2 separate regions of the Zea mays genome follow, and region 2 is linked to region 1. A link is a contact called in public Hi-C data. All regions are on one chromosome and are shown on one strand. The core of a region is the stretch at or near the end of the contact, and the rest is flanking DNA. Distances in the headings are between cores, read along the strand shown.

What was found. A called contact is a pair of places that touch in the nucleus more often than the background predicts.
Region 2: a Hi-C map of tassel shows a contact between it and region 1, with 2.5 times the contacts expected there. The contact joins the promoter of LOC103640938 here to the promoter of LOC100286168 in region 1. A contact is called at or near these places in 2 of 25 Hi-C or Micro-C datasets (leaf and tassel) and 1 of 3 datasets of contacts at active chromatin or transcription factors (leaf).

The regions. Positions count from the first base shown.
Region 1 is chr10:22,002,114-22,007,504 of Zm-B73-REFERENCE-NAM-5.0, reverse strand. It overlaps LOC100286168 (stromal 70 kDa heat shock-related protein), which reads right to left and starts at 1,975. Exons shown (of 8, transcript NM_001159056.1): 1 at 1,300-1,975; 2 at 229-481. The coding sequence starts at 1,848.
Region 2 is chr10:22,369,779-22,375,169 of Zm-B73-REFERENCE-NAM-5.0, reverse strand. LOC103640938 (pre-mRNA-splicing factor CWC22 homolog) reads right to left here and starts at 1,997. Exons shown (of 8, transcript XM_020545568.2): 1 at 820-1,997; 2 at 57-179. The coding sequence starts at 1,830.

The sequences.
Region 1 (5,391 bases), core at 726-3,225:
ACTAGTATTCCTGAAAACCCATTTGTGACCTTACAATTCGTTCAGGGCAAATGAAACAAATGTTGATCAATTCATACAACTGAATAAATATTCACTTATTCAGCACATAGTTCTGAAGTCTGAACCAATTGAAAGCAAAAGGCTTTATCTCCATGATAAGAGATGATTATTATCCATGTGGTTCAGAAGTAAAGCAATAAAAAAAGAACAGGTGGAACACTTCCTTACCAGATACATCAAAGGTTCCGCCTCCCAAATCAAACACTAGAATTGTTTCATTATTTTTCTTCTCGAAACCATAGGCCAACGATGCAGCAGTTGGTTCATTAATAATACGGAGAACTTCCAGTCCTGCAATGCGGCCAGCATCTTTAGTTGCTGTCCTTTGTGAATCATTGAAGTATGCTGGGACTGTAACCACTGCTTTTGTGATTTTCTCATTAAGAAACTTAGATGCATCATCCACCAACTTCCTCAAAACCTGTTCGGATAATAAAACAGGATAAGTTAAATGTACAACTTACTATGGAAGTAAAATGGTAAGTATATCACATCTATTGGTCTGGTAGCTAGTAGCAACTCAAAAGTAGTTTTATACAGATGATAACATACATATTTTATATATACTCAAAAACTCAGTCCCCGAGGACATAAGTGCATGCAGAACACAAATGACCAACTGCTTAACTGAAGAAAAAGAAATTCAAGCAAACCCCAATGTTGATAGAAATCATATCAGAATGCTACTTGTTTTCAGGCTGAAATCAAAATGCATAAACCCAGCTTGGTCCGCCCAGAATTTTACATGTGCAGCATTCTGGAAAAAAACCCAGCATTCGAAACTGGCACTGACTCTCCAAAGAATCAGAACCCCGTAGCATTACCAAAGATTCTAACACAGGCTGGTTGCCTAGTAACATAAAAGCAGCTTCCTTTACATCCGTTCATCTTTATGTGGCAAAATATACCTTTTTACCTCAAACGCAATGTACCAGTTGCATTACAAACAACATTCAATCCAGTATACCTTAACAAGTGATTTGCCAGGACCAGGAGCTATTCTCTAGTAGAACTCATAGGTTTTCAATATAGACAATAGAATGGCAACAAGAGTGGCATTTACCCATATCCTCAAAACTCGGATTTCTATACAGGTTGTCCCATGAAAAAACGTAGAGTAAAATGCATATCCACCGGATATTTGTTTATTTTTGCCATCCTTACGGATGGCACCACCAGTCACCGACCACTGGAGCCAGCTGAGGGCATTTGGTCTGCCATTCTAACATAACAAGTTACCTGCGCGGAGATCTCCTCGGCAGCGAACTGTTTGCCGATAGCGGGGCAGTCGAGCTTGACGTTGCCGTTCTCGTCCTTGACAACGCCGTACGAGACCTGCTTGGCCTCGTCGTCGACCTCAGCCATCTTGCGGCCGATGAAGCGCTTGACAGAGAAGAAGGTGTTCTCGGGGTTCACGACCGCCTGGCGCTTAGCAATCTGCCCCACCAGGCGCTCCCCGGTCTTGGTGTACGCCACCACGGAAGGCGTGGTGCGCGCGCCCTCGGCGTTGGTGACGACGGTCGGCTTGCCGCCCTCCATGGCGGCGACCGCGGAGTTGGTGGTGCCCAGGTCGATCCCCACCACCTTCTCGCACGTGACCCGCAGCGCGGAGCCCCCGCGGGCCCCGCGAGATGGCGCGCGCATCTGCACCGCTGCCAGCCGCCGGCCAACGAAGAGGGAGCTCGACGGGGTGGCTCCCCCGGGGCCGCTCCGCCACCGGTAGCCGAGGAAGGGCGAGGCTCCGCCCGCTGCCGTCGCGCCGACCTGGGAACAGGTGAAGGAGACCATGGCTCGCGCGCGTGCGGGGGAGCTCAGTCTCTAACCCTATCCAAGGAGGGAGAGAACGGGAGGTGGGGAGGGGACCGAGGGGGAGCGGCGGAGGCGGAGACGATGATGGCGAGGGAGAGGATAGGACGGGGAGGATGGTGAGAACTGCGAAGGGAGGAAAGTTTATAGTCGCCAGACGCTGACGCGTGGGGCTCGCAGCTAAGTGGTTGGCGTGCGGGTCGCGGTCGCGGCCGCGACCCGGCGGCGCCGGCGGCAGTGGAGACCGCGTGAGGTTTGCACTTCGCAGTTGCGGCTTACGGGGGTTGGCTTGACTTGTGAGCGAGCAGCGCGACATAATGACCGCTTCATGTGCTTCTTGGGCCGGCGTCGCCGGTTTTTGGACGAACACTGTGGCTGTGCACGGGAGCGAGGGATCAAATGAGTGTCCTGCGAAGCATTATGCGATTGTGATGCTACTTTTAATGTTTTTTTGCATGAGGTTAAGAATAAATACTATAAATATAATTCATTATTTACTTTATTGCTACATTAAATTTTAAGTTTTATTCTATTCTATTTTAAGATATATAAAAGGAGAAAAATTCTATCCAATGTGAAGGGTTCAAAAATAATAGAAAATTATTTACATCTCTTATTGTAGAATAATTAGAACTTGAAAATTGGTATATTAGTATAGTACATAATGAAATACATCTCTGATTTTTTGAAAAAAAAAATTGTGTACTATGATGTTGTTTTGTCTAACTCTAACAAAAAAATATTTCGTTCATGGCTAAGCTTGCAAACACTCCTTATCACGGGTAAATGTCTCACGTCGGAGATAAAAAAGTGCTAACTAAAGACTAAATGTGGTGATCATCTTATAGGAGATCAATAAGAGTTAGGATGTTTAAAAAGATGTTAAGAGGTGTCATTTGCATTGTGTTGACTAAATACTAAAGGTGGTGATCATCTTATAGGAGACCAATTAGAGTTATGATGTTTTAAAAAATAGATTCAGGAGGTGTCATTTGCATTATTTTATAAAGCGTCAAAGATATGGGACACTACCTAACCCTAGTTGTTCTAGACACAAAACTATATAATTATATTGAGTGTATGCATCAGAGGTTCAAGATAGTACATGAGAGTTGGTACCATGTTTCAAAAGTGTGCACCATGACTATCATGCGGCGCAACGAAGAGTGGGTGCAAAGAGGGTGTTTTTACACAAAATCGCTTTGAGCTCGTTAGATTGCTCTAGTGCTCCATCAGGTAAGTCACCGAAGTGAGAGCACCTAGAGGGGGGTGAATAGGTGATCCTGTAAAACTTGAACTTAATGCCACAAAAACTTGGTTAAGCGTTAGCACAGTAATGCCAAGTGGCTAGAGAGGAGTCTCAACAAAACACAATAACCACAAGAGATCAATCACAGAGATGGCACAGTGGTTTATCCCGTGGTTCGGCCAAGACCAACGCTTGCCTACTCCACGTTGTGGCGTCCCAACGGACGAGGGTTGCACTCAACCCCTCTCAAGCGGTCCAAAGACCCACTTGAATACCACGGTGTTTTGCTTTGCTTTTCTATATCCCGTTTGCGAGGAATCTCCACAACTTGGAGCCTCTCGCCCTTACACTTTAATGATCACAAAGAAGCACGGAGTAAGGGAGGGATGAGCAACACACTCAAGACAAGAAATCACAGCAACACCACGCACACAAGTCGCAACAAGAGCTCACAACACAACTCAATGAGTTCACAACTCAACCCGAGCTCTAATTGCTATTGCAAGGAATCAAAAGCGCGGAATCGATGTCTTAGTGCTTAGGAATGCTTAGAAAATGCTTGGTGTACTCCTCCATGCGCCTAGGGGTCCCTTTTATAGCCCCAAGGCAGCTCGGAGCCGTTGAGTGCATTCCAGGAAGGCATTTCTTGCCTTCTGTCGACAAGCGCACCGGACAGTCCGGTGCGGATTTCTTTCCTTTTTTGGCGAAGCCGACCGTTGGCGCCTTCGAGTCGTTGGCGCACCGGACACTGTCCGGTGCACACCGGACAGTCCGGTGCCCCCTACTAGCTGTTGGCTCGGCCACGTGTCCCGCGCGGATCGCGCGGTCGACCGTTGGCCCGGCCGACCGTTGGCTCACCGGACAGTCCGGTGCACACCGGACAGTCCGGTGAATTTTAGTCGTACGCCGTTAATTTCTTTCCGAGAGCAGCGAGTTCGCCTGAGCCAGTCTGGCGCACCGGACAGTCCGGTGCACCCAGACAGAGCTGGCTTTGGCTGAACAAGGCCATCTCTTCTCCAATTCGATTTCTTCTGTTTCCTGCACTTAGACACAATACATTAGTCTTTAAAACAATGTACTAAGTCTGAGAAACATACCTTTATACTTGATTTGTACTTTGTCCACCATTTGACACTTAGGCACTTGTATTGTACACTAAATCACCAAAACACTTAGAAATGGCCCAAGGGCACATTTCCCTTTCAATCTCCCCCTTTTTGGTGATTTATGCCAACACAACATAAAGCAAGTAGAACAAGTACAAAATCAATTCAAATAAGAACTCAAATTTGTTTTGAATCAAATTTGGCATATATGGATCATTCTTTGCCACCACTTGGTTTGTTTTTGCAAATCAAACTCAATTTCCTATCTCTAAGTCAAACACACATGTTGAAACATAAAGAGAGATATTTCACGAGAAATTGATCAAGGATTCAAAAACTCCCCCTTTTTCCCATAATTAAACCTTCTCCCCACAAGAGACCAACTTTTGACAATAAGAGGCAAATAAGAGTATTTTGACAAACAAAAACTCTAACTCTACTATTTTCAAAATTCACAAGTGGTAGCTGATCCATTTATTGCTTTGGCCTTATTTTCTCCCCCTTTGGCATCAAGCACCAAAACGAGATCAATTTTGGCCCTTTAACCCCATTGCCTCGCCAAAATCTTCAACTAAGAGTAAACAGGCAATAAGAGTATAGAGATAAACTTGGAATAAGTTACTCTTTCATCGGAGTGCAGTGGAAGTCTTGCATGGTCCAAGTCCATCGTTTCCCTTTCAATTCACCTTTGAGACTAAATCAAGCAAACTCAAACACATGGTTAGTCCCAAAGAGGCAGGTTGTAACACATCTCCCCCTAAATAAGTGCATCACTTGCAAAGGACTTGTGAGGTTCGGGGAGTGTTTGTACAACTTGAGCACCATAAATAAACAACAAAATGCATTAAGGAACATGATCAAAGGCATAAACACATGTATGCTATAAATCAATCCAAGTTTCGTGAATCTAAGACATTTAGCTCACTACGCAACTTGCAAAAGGTCTGCTCATCTAAAGGCTTGGTAAAGATATCGGCTAGCTGGTTCTCGGAGCTAACATGAAACACTTCGATATCCCCCTTTTGTTGGTGGTCTCTCAAAAAGTGATGCCAGATGTCTATGTGCTTTGTGCGGCTGTGTTCAACAGGATTATCCGCCATGCGGATAGCACTCTCATTATCACATAGGAGTGAGACTTTGCTCAGCTTGTAGCCAAAGTCCCGGAGGGTT
Region 2 (5,391 bases), core at 748-3,247, 370 kb before region 1:
TGAGTAAGTTGTTAACAAAATAAAGTCAAATGGTACATAAGGTCCAAGTTGTGTACCTCGACGCTATCATCAGTCGGATTTTCCAGGAGTACAGTAAGAAGCTCCAGCGCCACAAGTTCATGTGCCACCACCTGATTTACCAAGTGCGCAATGAATTTGGTTGCTGCAAGCAATTGGGGCTGCAAGTAAAGGAGAACTTCAGTAAGAAATTTATGCAGAAACTAACAATTAAGCACATATGTAATTCTTCACACTCAGATATTAAGCATCCTAAATGTAAGTAACAATTCATCTTATGTACATAAACAGCAAACGTCAGTGTATACAAGCCCCAGGTATAAACAACAACTTTTGCTAGTTCTTTTATTTGACTTTAATCCATAATCCAAGTAGAAGGTATATCCTATGTAACTTCCAAAACCTGCATTAATCCAGTTCATGAGTTCAAATACAAATGGAAAGCAATGTGAAGTGTTGTGCAAAGAATTTCATGAGCCAACTACAAACCTTTGTAATTGCAGAACAGCAGATCTATTGGTGTATGCACCAATAGTTCTCCTTCAGCTGCAGACTTAAGTAGCCATTTTTTCCAGACTAACATAAATAGGATAGCCCATTTTGTAAATGGTTTAAAAAATTGCAAAGATCTTGATAAGGATTAGATAAGCAACCATACAATAAGTGAAACTAATTATATGAAAACACCTTGGAATGCAACTAGACCCGGCGTTTGTAGATTCTAAATGAGTCATTCTTAAATAAAAAAGTAACAAAGTACTAAAACACTTCTTGAGCTGAGGAAAATGAAGACAAGCTCACCTTGTCATTTCGCTTATATGCCCTCTTGAGCTGGAGCACGACACGAACAAGAAGCAACTTCCCAATCTCAGGGAACTTGGTATTCACAACCGCAACTAGCGCAGCAAATACATCAGTAAACCCAGGCGAGGCCATCTGTGACTTGATGCAAGACTGACAGAAGAGCCCCCGCCCACGAACAAGGTTCTCTGCAAAGAGCTCTGGCACTATATTCTTGATATTGGTCGCATTCACCTTATTCACCAGCCCATTGATGCTCTTCTTGAGAGCATCCCAGGTGAGGCGCTGATACTCAGGGCTCGACTTGTCCTCCATATCACGCATCATCTGCGCCATGCGGAAAGGCGGGATGTAGATCCCACCCGTGCGCCCAGGGATCATCTCCGGAAGGAGCGGCGGTGGGGGAGGCAGTGGCGGGGTCAGCTCCTTCACAGGGCTTCTACGGCGCTCGTCTCCCTCGTCCTCCCTTCGCCTACGGTCGTCCCGCCGCCTCGAACCCTCGTCTCGGCGCCGGCGGCGATGGCGACGGCCGTCGGGCGAGGACCCTGACTCCGAGCTAGGGCTCCGGCGCCGGTGGCGCCGTCTGTCTTTCTCCCGGTCTCGCTTGCCACGGCGGTCGTCCGGCTCATCATCCGGATCCCTAGCCCGCCTGCGACGACGTCCTTCCTCCTTCTCATCGTCGGAAACCCTATCGCGCATCCTCCGGCGTTCGCCACCTTCCTCCCCGTCTGAAACCCTGTCGCGCCGGGGAGATCGGTTGTCGCCGTCTTCATCCCTTCCGGGCTTGGCGTGGCCGTTCTCCTTCTCCTCAGAGGGCTTGGCGTCTCGGCCGCGGCCGCGGCTGTCGGAATCGGGCGGCGAAGCCCTAGATCTGCGACGGCGGTCCGCGTCGACGCCGAGGGAAGGCGAGCGAGGTGGATACGGGGACGCGCGGCGCTTGCGGCGGCGCGGGGAGACGTCATCGTGGTGGCTGTGGCGGCGGCGGCGCGGCGGGGAGACGGAGTTAGCCATAGCCGGGACCGAGGGTTTTGTGGTTTGTGGTAATAATTCTAGGGAAGCGGGGTCGTGGCCGCGAGCCCGCGAGAGGGGAAAGGATGGAAATTGGATACGAAGAAAATAGAAATCGGTTCGATCGGTTCTGTGTAGCCGACAAGAGATCGATTCGATCGGTCCCGTGTAGCCTAGTAAGTAGTAAGGGTCAGATCTAAGCTTTCAGCTTTTTTGAAATTTTATAATTTAGCTTTGGAACCATTTAAAAATAAAAAGCTTCAAGAAGTTAAAAATCGAAAGCTCAAACCATTTAAAAATAAAAAGCTTCAAGAAGTTAAAAATCGAAAGCTCACTAGAGTAAGTTCTGAACCCTATTTGGTACAACTTATTTTCAGTTTTTAATAGATTTACGAGGTATTTAAATGCACTACAACTAATAGTTAGTTAGTTAAAATATTGCTAGTTAAATTAGCTAGCTAGTTAACTATTAGATAATTTGCTAAAATAGCTAATAGCTAAAGTAATACCTAGATTGTTTCATTGTCTTCAGTTAATTTTAGCAGCTAACTATTAGATCTAGTGCATTCAAACACCCCATAAGCAGAAGTTTTGCTAAACAGGTAGCTTACACAACAGTTTATCAGTTTAGCTGCTTCTCGAAATAAACTTGTCGGTGTTTGGACCACGGGTCCTTAACCAACTAGTAAATGTGTCGCGTAGCCGACTCTAGATGGTGAGCGAGAAGACACAAGCAGTTATCCTGGTTCGGGCAATACAATGCCCTATTCCAGCAGAGGAGGATGAGGCTTATATTACTCGCACTGTGGTGCTTGTAGTAGGGGGTTTACAAGCACGGCGGGAGAGAGGAAGTCCCGAGTCCATAGAGATGATTGAGTCAAATACTAATATCTAAGACAAAGTGGGGGAGTGAGCGTTCGTCTGCGTGTCCCGTGGATGGATCGTCCTCTTGGGGGATCACTGCCCTATTTATACACGAAGGGGAGCGTCTACAGTGAAGCTGGTGTTGTATCCGAAGGAGAGACGTCTTGGCGCCCTGTAAGCCGACGTGATGACGCACTGTGCTGCTGACTCGCGCCTGCTGATTTCCCGTAGAGAGCCGAGGCAGAGACCGAGGGGTTGTCCGTACGCCCGAGCCCCCGAGGGAGAGGTTGCCCATGCCGTAGTTGTTGTAACAGCGCCGGGGTATGGGCCAAAGGCTGCTTACGGGGTGTGTCAGCGTCCTGACACGGGATGACGTCGAGATTCCCTGTTGCGCTTATCGAGATCAGAGCCCCTGGTTAGTTGAGGCGGAAGTCTTCCCGAGGCGTTAGTCGAGCCGTCCCTTGACGTGCACCACAGTCGGGCGGAGTGGCCGTCTGCAGGATTCACGGCGTAGTAGGTGGCCAAGGCCGAGCTCGGGCGAGGTGGAGAATTTGCCCGAGGACCAAACTTGATGTTGGTCGAGGCGGAGAAATCACCCGAAGGCTAGAGCCGAGGTCGGACGAGGCAGAGAGATCGCGCCCGCGGGCTGAATCCTGCTTCGGGTGAGGCAGAGAGATTGCGCCCGAAGGCCAGTCTACTCGACTTGTCGTATTAGGCGTCCCATCGGAGGGTGGCAGGCGGCGTGCGCACACTGTAGTGTAAACGTAATCATGTTGTGGCGCCAGACATGATCGTCGTCTTATCTATCACTGTGCTCTGTTGTCGTAGCATGGGTTGGCACACGCATTAAATGTGCATGTCCCCTTCCTATTTTCGGGTGCCCCTGTCCTATTTGTCTGAGGCTGGCTCGGGCGAGACGGTCGGTGCGGCGGCAACCTCAAGCGAGGCGGAGTCCTGCCCGAAGTGGGAGACTCTTGGGGAGATGTTTCGGTCTTTGTGGATAGCTCGGGTGTCACCCCTCGGGGGTTTTCGTCCTTGTTTCTCTGAGTGCGTTTGTTAGGGGATAATTCGGGTATCCCTAATTATTACCCTTGACAGTAGCCCCCGAGCCTTCCAAGGAAGTAGTTTGGTACTTGTTTGGAGGCTCTACTGCTCGCCTGCGAGCGCGCTGCTTTTTGAGAGGTAGGACGTGTTTGTTTTCCGATTGGTGCGCGTGAAAGGGGAATGGGCTTAAAAAAATTCCTATAATCGATTTTGGTGTTTGACGTCCATCACAAACCATGTGAACTAACTAGGTTGCTTAGATGACATTTATCTCAGGTGCATAAGGTTCAACATAAACCAAGAAAGAAATTAAGTTGGTGACTCAACCAAGTTTGGAGCAATGATTAGTATTGGTGCTGCCAGTGGCGCACCGGACACTGTTAGGTGTGCACCAGACACTATCCGGTGCCCAGGTCAAGGCACCAACGAACTAGCCACTCTCGGGTTTTCTGAGAGGCGCTCCGCTATAATTCACCGGACTGTCCGGTGTGCACCGGACAGTGTCCGGTGAGCCAACGAAGAAACGGTCACCTGCGCACAACGGTCGACTGCAAAAGTGAACAGTGCGCAGTCAGAAGTCAGAGCAGCGATGTCAGGATGCACTGAACATGTCTGGTGTGCCACCGGACTGTCCAGTGCAGCTATAAGACAAAGGACTTAAATGGTCAACGGCTCCAAACCCCAACGAGCAGCTGACGTGGCACGCATCGGACACTGAACAGTGCCATGTCCGGTGCGCCATCGACAACAACGACTAGATAGTGGTTGGGGCTATAAATACCCCCAACCACCTCCATTCAAGCCAATCCAAGTTTTTTGAACTTCACATTCATTGCAAGAGCAAAAGACTACACTCCAAGGCACAATCAATAGAACAAATCCTCTCTAAGCTCCCAAATCAACTCAATTGCTTAGTGACTTGAGAGAGGGTGTTTTGTGTTCTTTTGTTGCTCTTGTTGCTTGGATTGCTTTCTCCTTCTCATTCTTATTCTAAGTGTTTTGAAAAGCTAGCAAGAGACACCTAAGTGTGTGGTGATCCTTACAGGGTCTTAGTGACCCAAGTGATTAAGGAGAAATCTCGATCGGTCTGTGTGACCGATTGAGAGAGGGAAAGGGTTGGAATAGATCGAGCCTTTGTGGCCTCCTCAACGGGGACTAGGTTCTTTAGAACCGAACCTCGGTAAACAAATCACCGTGTTCACTTGTTGATCTTCACTTGATTTGTTTTCCCTTTTTCCTCTCTCTAAAAGTTCCCTTTCTCATATTGATTTGAGTTTGCTCCCAAACATTATCCTCATTGATTGAGCAACTCTAAGCAAGGAGAACTATCTTCCGTACTCCGATTTAATTCTAACGCTAACCCCGGCCTTAATGCATGCTTAAAGTTTGTAAATTTCAGAATTCACCTATTCACCCCCCTCTAGGCAACTTTCAATTGGTATCGGAGCCCGGTGCTTCATTAAGAGTCTAACAACTCGAAGTGATGTCGGGAGATCACGTCAAGAGGGAGATAGTCATCGACGACAAGGCCGAAGGCTCAGGAAGGAAGAACAATGAACGGACTCCGTCAAGGGAGTCCGGTGACAAGTACAAGGAGGAGTCTGCTTCCTCCATCAAGTCACATAGGAAGGGTGACAAGAAGAAAAAGAAAATGAA